Linked DNA regions of Mus musculus: region 1 is linked to region 2. The links are chromatin contacts, called in public HiChIP or PLAC-seq maps. All regions are on one chromosome and are shown on one strand. Each heading gives the region's core, a stretch centred on a gene start, on an enhancer-like site or on the middle of the called end of the contact. The rest is flanking DNA. Distances are from core to core; before and after follow the strand shown.

Region 1 (3,794 bases), core at 280-2,779, 600 kb after region 2:
TTAGGAGCCACTTCAGCTGAGGAGAGTCCTGGGCTCTGTGGAGAAAGAGAAACTCCCACAAGCCCTCAGCCCACTCCTTTCAAAGGCCCTGGTCTTGCCCTCAGGTCTTTGGGGTCTCAGACCAAACTTCCTGAGGGAGAGGAGGTAGGGAAGAAAGGAAGGAGGGAAGAAAGGAGGGGAGGAAGGAAGGAAGGGAGGAAGGGAGGGAGGGAGAGAGGGAGGGAGGAAGGAAGGAAGGAAGGAAAGAAGGAAGGAAGGAAGGAAGGAAGGAAGGAAGGAAGGAAGGAAGGAAGGAAGGAAAGAAGAGGACATTAGGGACTTTGTCTACCTCCGTCTCTTTATTCTTAGTCATGGGGTGGGAATGGTGGAGCTAGGCACCTTTTACCTCCCTCCTTGAGACTCAGTTTCCCCACCCAGTGGTCCAACAGAGTATTAAAGTTACCTACCTTCCAGAGCCACGATGAAGAGTATTGAGCTCTAAGGTTTGGGAACTACTTCACCCAGAGCCTGGTACACCCAGAAGCTGGCCCTCCAGTCAGTATTCGGTATCATTATTAGCAAGCCCTGTTGTGTGGATGGAGAGACGGGAAGCTGAGAGGTTGAGTCCCTTGTTCAAGGTCACAAAGCCAATCCAGGACAGTCTGAGTCCTCCGGCCACCACAGATTTAGGAAGGAAACCCATCCCCAACGACAAATATTCTTTCTTGAGTCAGTCCTCAAGCCTTTTCCCTTGGCTGGGAAAAGGGTGCAGGGAGATATTAAAGACCTAGGTCCCGCCCACTAGACTTGCCAGATCCTCCTCAGTGAGCGTACACGCGCGGGAACGCACAGACCCGCGAAGAGGAGTGCGGGTAAGCACCTTCCTAGGAGAGACGAAAGGAGGATCCTCACGCCAAGAAACAGGCTTCTCAAGACCCCCCTTGCTAGGTCTCCTGGAGTCCCCGGGGCCGAGATGCTCCCCGACGGCCGCCAGGGGTCGCTGAGCCGGTGCGCAGGCCGCTCTCCATTCATAAATCCGGCCTGGCTCAGGCCGCTCCCTCCTCCCTTGCTCAGACCCCTTCTTCCCTTGGCTGGGTAGGGACGACCCCAGATTGGTGTTAAGAGGATGGACAGTCCTTTCGAGAGCCCTAGGGGAAGGGGCAGAGACATTGGCCTACCGATTTCCCAGCGGGACCTCCCTGCTCCTTAGGGGGTCTGGGAGGATTCCCAGAAGGGGCAGCAAGTGCGCTAAAGGGTACCTCCCGGAGGTGAGCGGAGTGGGGGGTGGCGCAGTCTTCCGGCACCCAGGTCCCCAGAGACTCCAGCCCCCTCCATCACCTGCCGATGCTCTTCTGGAATCCCCAAGTCAGTCCTGGGGGTCGCCCACGCCCCGCACCTGTTGGCTCCCGGCCCCGGGCATCCTCCGTTGCTGGAACCTGGACCTTGCTCGCGGGACTTCGCCTTGGTGCGGAACTGGAGACGCGGCGGGGTAGCCCCCTCCTGAGGCGGCGCTGTCCGCTCAGTGGCTGCGTGGTCCCGGCTCTGGTGCCCGCGGTAGCTCGGGAGGGCTAGGGAGGGCTGCGCGCCGCGGGGAGGGGAGCGGAGCGGGATGCTGGGAGGAGAGGGGAGGGAGCCCCGGCCTGTCTGCACTCGAGGTCACCCAGCTGGAGCCCCGCCTTGTACTTCACGCTTCCATCCACCTCCATTCACGCGTCCACTGGCTCATTCACATCCTTCGCACACTTACGCTCCCGCCACCCGGCATTCAGCACGCACCTGGGGTGGGGAGCGTCGAGGGGCCACAGAGCAGGGGTGGACCCCACCACTACTTGCTGCCTCACCTGACCGATTAGGGTGGTGGCACAGGTGAGTGGCATAAGGGTAAGAGGATGCCGGTGCCGCCTTCAAGCAATCTCAGGACGCGCTGGAGCAGCTGGTGTCCAGAGATGTCAGAAAGCCCTGATCTTTCCCGTTCTCCCTGCCCCAAATCCTTCTTGTTCACATTTACTTTCCCCCTCCTAAAGCACAGACATGAGGTGGAGGCAGAAGAAGGGAAGCTGGAGGCGTTCATTAACTCAATATTTACCAATCTCTGTGGCAAGCAATGAACCTGTAATACGGCCGCCATTTCCACAGGATACTCAATGCATGATCTCATTTAATCCCCGCGTCAGCCTGGGGGAGATAGTTATTACTGTCCCCATTTTACAGATAAGTCCTTGGATACACACAGCTCGGGGCTTTGCCCAAGGTCAGAGGCAGTGCTGAGGTTCGAACCTGTGTTTCACTCTCAGATCTCCCAGAGCCCCTCTAACCCCCAGTTCTGCATAGGATGTAGGCTTCCGGGGAGTAAGGCATTTCCCTATGGTGTCCACAAAGATGGGTGAGACCTAGGGAGCTGAGAGTCACAACAGAGCAGAAGAGCTCACCCAGGACTTCCTAGAACAGCAACACCTGCTCTGAAGCCGGAAGCAGGACCAAGTGGCCCTTGGGTTAACACGGAGGTGTGTGTGTGTGTGTGTGTGTGTGTGTGTGTGTGTGTGTGTGTCTTTAAGGCAGACAACAGCAGGTGCACATGATTGGATCAGGTCTCCTGGGAATCCTAGCAGGTGGGTGGGGACTTTGTCCACCTATCACCTCAAGACAGTGTCGTCCAAGCAAGGGTCCTTTCTCACACATCCCTTCCTTCCTGGGAGTTGTAACCACCATCTTCCCTTTGCAGCCAGACCCTCTTCTAAGGCACTGGAGATGCAAACAGGGGGTCTGTGAGCAGATGACTAGGACATCACCCTTCTGGGTCTGGTGACCTCTATCTACTCTGGAAGAATGGGAGTGGCTGGACCCAAGGCAGAAACTCTGTCCTTGGGTAGTTGTGGCATCTGTATGCAAGAATATAGGCCACAGATCTCTAGGACTCTAAAACTGTCATGTCTGCTCTGAGTGCTGCCTGAGGCAGGGGATGGATGAAGGACTCCAGAGAAGAGGGACTGTGGTGTGTGTGTGTGTGTGTGAGAGAGAGAGAGAGAGAGAGAGAGAGACAGAGACAGAGACAGAGACAGAGACAGAGACAGACAGAGACAGAGACAGCGACAGAGAGAGGCAGAGAGACAGCAGAGACACACAGAGAGAGACACAGTGGGGTGATAAGGGAGAGGGTTTATATATTCACAGAGGGTGGTTAGGATGTCTCTAAAGAAACTAGCCATGGGTATTTGTGTGTCTCCGTACGAGAGTAGGCTTTTGGATGATGATTGGCTTCCCCCTGGGTAAGAGATGTCTTATGTGTCTTGATTTGTCCCTTTGTTTTGGTGTCTGTGTCTAAGGACTGTATGCACACGTGTGTATGTGCGTGCGCTCAGTGTATTTCAGTGTGTCTCCCTGTGAGTTTGGGAATGTGCGTGTGGGCATGCCTTTGTGTCTACAGCTCTGCAAGTGTGTGAATGTGGAACTCGGTAGTCTGCTCCCATGGTGATGAGTCATCCTTCTGCATTCTGTCCGCACCCCCCCTCCCCAAACACACACACCAATCTGGAGCTGCGACCATTTGCCATGTAGGGGTCCCAGAGGAGGCTACAGCACGTGGGGGATGGGAGGCAGATCATGCAAGGACATTCAAGTAACAGCTGCTGCAGGCGATGTACAGTCAGGGATTGTGGAAGATACAGATCGCTGCGTGGGCAGTGGGCAGCCCAGGCTCTGCACCAACTCTACAGTTCAGAGCTGTGGATTCCAAGTCCCCTAGGCGCTCTAGCTTGGATAGAGCAAACAGCCTCCATTCTTCCAAGGCAGTGTACACAGGGGGAGGGGGAGTGCCT
Region 2 (3,659 bases), core at 445-2,944:
AAAAAACCAAAACCAAACCAAACCAAACCAAACAAACAAAAAGAACCGAAACAAAAAATGAGGCTGCTAGACAGTGGTGCACCCCTTTAATACTCAGGAGGCAGAGGCAGGGGGATCTCTCTGAGTTCAGAGGCCAGCCTAGTTGGTCTACAAAGCAACTTCCAGGACAGCTAGGGCTGTTAGAGACAGACCCTGCCTTAAAAACAAAACAGAACAGAAACAAGAAGACACCAGGCTTGGTGGCTCCGTCACCCCACAGCACTGGGAAAGACTGAAACAGGAATGTGGCTAACAGTTGAAAGACAGCATAGTGAAAGAGCAATCAGGACCACTGAACCTTCTTAGTCCACTTCTTCAGAATTAAAACAGGCCAGGGTTGTGGCACATGCCTTTAATCCTAGCACTCGGGAGGGGGGTAGGATAAATCTCTTCCAGTAGGAAGCAAACCTGGTCTACAAAGTGAGTTCCAGGCTAGCCAGGGTTACACAGAGGCCATTTCCAAAAAAAAAAAAAAAGTATCAACATAGCTCTTCACCCTCTACAACTGGAGTTATAACACCCTTTTCTAATCCAGCTAAAATTACTATCTGAATTATTTTATACCGACAATTACCAAAAAATATCTGTCTTCTAAATTTCAGATCTAAACAGCCAACCGCCTACTGGCTGGCTGGCTAGATGTCCCCTGAACAACTCAACTGCTATTCCCAAAACACAAATGCTGGACCAAGTGGTGTAAGCCTGGAGTCAAGAGTAAGAAGAAGGGGCTTAATCCAAGACCAGCTGAGTTACACTGTGAGACCCTTTCTCAGATAAAGGTGCTGTCCCCTCCCCCTGCTGTTGGCTCCACTTGCCAGGGCCTGGCTTGTAACTCCAGTTCTTGGGTCCTAAGCACTGACACACAACCTGCTCCTCTCAGGTTGGGCTGAGGCTCCTGCTGTGTTCTCCTCCACCCCACATTCCCTTGTCCCAGCGCTAACACCGAAAGATACCTGTGACATTGTCTAGCTCCCCCTTCAGACGGGAACTCAACACAGGAAATGTGCCTCGATGAGCCCTCCAGCCCCAACAGAAACACAACCCAGGACAGAGTAAGATGCTCGCGCTGGCTCAATGAAAAGTCGTTTTAACAAGTTTCATGCACCTCTCTTCTTGCATCCCCGGGGAGCCCCATTTCCCAACTAGCAACTGCAGGCCCTACTCATAGACTTGGGGGATGGAGTGGGGGAGGGGATGAGTGGCCAGTCCTGCAGAACTCACCAAAAGAAAGAAAGAAAAAGAGAGAGAGTGAATGGGGACAGTGAAAAACCTTTGTATTCTCAGCAGGGGAAGATATCCAGGCAAACCGTCTCCATCATATTCCGATCCCCGCCGCCACTTAGGCTTCCCTCCAGGAATCCCACTCCAACTTCAGGTCGGATTCCCCGAGAATCTCCGCCACCGGGATTACCGCAGACTACCCCTTCCACGACCCCCACCTCATCTCCGGCCTCAGCCTCGACTTCCTCTCTCCAACCTCCTCCTTCAGCCTCGACTTTCCCTCAGCCTCCCCGGGGCTTCAGCCTCCTCCCAGCCTCCTCCCCCAGCCTTTCCCCAACGCCCGGCCCGCGCCGCCCACCCGCAGCTCACCGTCGTAGTAGTAACAGACTTTCCTCTTGGTGCCCTGAGTCTGCGCCATCTTGCTCGCCGCCCGGCCCTCCCGTCAGTCTGTCCGCCCGCCCGCCCGCGGCTCCTTACGGCGTCCGACCAGGGGGAGGGGCCGGCCTCGAAGCCCCGCCCACCCCCGGGATCACCTATAGCCGCACAGCCCGGGCCTCACTCTAACCAATCGGCATGCGCGGGGTCGGGCCCGGAACTCGGCGGGGGGCAAGGGCAGCTTAGAGAAGCCACCGCGGGCCCCCTGGGCCTGTACCAAAGTCCGGCGCGGAGGGGTGGGGGAGACCGGGGGCCGTACCATCGAGTCCCGGGAGAGGGAGTCGGCTCCGTAAACTCTGCAGCCCGCTTCACAGTTGGGAGCGTGTGCAAAGATCAGAGGCCAACTTTCTCGTTTTACCGAGAATACGCCGAGGCTTCCCGGGGAAAGATGCTTGCGCAAGGTCACGCAGCTAAAAGACTAGGTTTGGTCTGGATTAGAACTGGAGAGAGAAATGAATGGCAAGGAACAGAAAGAAAATATCCAGAGGCCTACTGTAGTGGGGCAAGACCTTTATGTGCTCATAAGTTCTGACGGACTTTTCTTTTTTAATGTCAAAGCTCGTTTTCAGTTGGGCGTGGTTGCTATGTCTTTGATCCCAGCACTCAGGAGGCAGAGTCAGGAAGATCTCTGTAATCTGAGGCCAACTTGCTCTCCGTAGTGAAAGCATGTCTCAAAAAATAACAAAACAATTTTACAGGTAAAGCTGAAGAGCTTATTCAGTGTTACAAATTAAATTCCGTCTCCAATTGTACATATTTTTTTTAAAAAAAGACAAAATCCAATATGCCCGAGCACTGTGACAAAGTAACAGAACTTGGTGTTTAGTTTTTAATTTACTGGAGGGAGTGTTGGAGGGAGTGTTCCTATGTAATGGCTCTGGGTGGGGGCGGGGCGATCCATCCAGAAAATTTGGGTCAGGCATGGTGGCAGCAACCATCTCACCTACCCAGAACTTAATTTTTCTAAACTGAAAGCCTAAGTTGTTGTTTGGGGGGGACGTGGGGGTGGGGGGGCGGGGTTGTTTCTTCGTTTGTTTTTGCTTTTTTGTTTGTTTGTTTGTTTTTCAAGATAGGGTTTCTCTGTATAGCCCTGGCTGTCCTGGAACTCACTTTGTAGACCAGGCTGGGCTCGAACTCAGACATCTGCCTGCCTCTGCCTCCGGAGTGCTGTGATTAAAGGCATGCCCCACCACACCTGCCTTTTTTTTTTTTAAAGATTTATTTATTTATTTATTTATTTATTAAGTACACTGTAGCTGCCTTCAGACACACACCAGACCAGAAGGGCGTCAGATCTCCTTATTTCAACTGAGTCTTCGACTCAGAAATCTGCCTGCCTCTATCCCCAGAGTGGGTGGCATATGTCTTTAATCCCAACACTTGAGAGGCAGAGGCAGGCTGATTTCTAAATTTGAGGCCAGCCTGGTCTACACAGTGAGTTCCAGGACAGACGTGGCTATACAGAGAAACCGTGTCTGGGGGGTGGGGGGGGAACCAACAACAACAACAAAAAAAAAGACCTTCACCACTCCCCCACCCTCAAGCCATGCCAGCAAAATTTCTTAACCTTGAATTACTTACACTCTTTGTTGTAGGGGCTGTCTTCGGGCCTTTTAGATGTTAATTGACTGCTTGGCCTTCTTCTATACCAGTAGCAACACCCCACACACGCCCTTACTGTGACACCCAAAATTGTCCTTACACATTGACAAATGTCTGGGAGTGTCTAAATGGCAGAAAACCACCATCTCCCATGCTCCTACAAAACCTGAATCCGTCAATCTTCAAGTAGCCATTATTGATCCACCAAAAGGCTCTGTGCTGAGTTTTTTGTTTTTTGGGGTTTGTTTGTTTGTTTGTTTGTTTCCTACAACAGTTGGACATAGTAGCACACGAGTTTAATACCAGCACTGGACTGTAGATCTCTGTGAATGGAAGCCACCCTAGTCTACATAGTGAGTTCC

What was found. HiChIP or PLAC-seq counts read pairs in DNA pulled down with a chosen protein or histone mark.
Region 1: a contact with region 2 is called in a FOXA1 HiChIP or PLAC-seq map of pancreatic cancer cells. The contact joins the promoter of Hcrtr1 here to the promoter of Hdac1 in region 2. A contact is called at or near these places in 2 of 115 datasets of contacts at active chromatin or transcription factors (microglia and pancreatic cancer cells).

The regions. Positions count from the first base shown.
Region 1 is chr4:130,137,633-130,141,426 of GRCm38.p6, forward strand. It overlaps Hcrtr1 (hypocretin (orexin) receptor 1), which reads right to left and starts at 1,530. Exons shown (of 9, transcript NM_198959.2): 1 at 1,376-1,530; 2 at 447-564; 3 at 1-35.
Region 2 is chr4:129,540,952-129,544,610 of GRCm38.p6, forward strand. It overlaps Hdac1 (histone deacetylase 1), which reads right to left and starts at 1,695. Exons shown (of 14, transcript NM_008228.2): 1 at 1,630-1,695. The coding sequence starts at 1,678.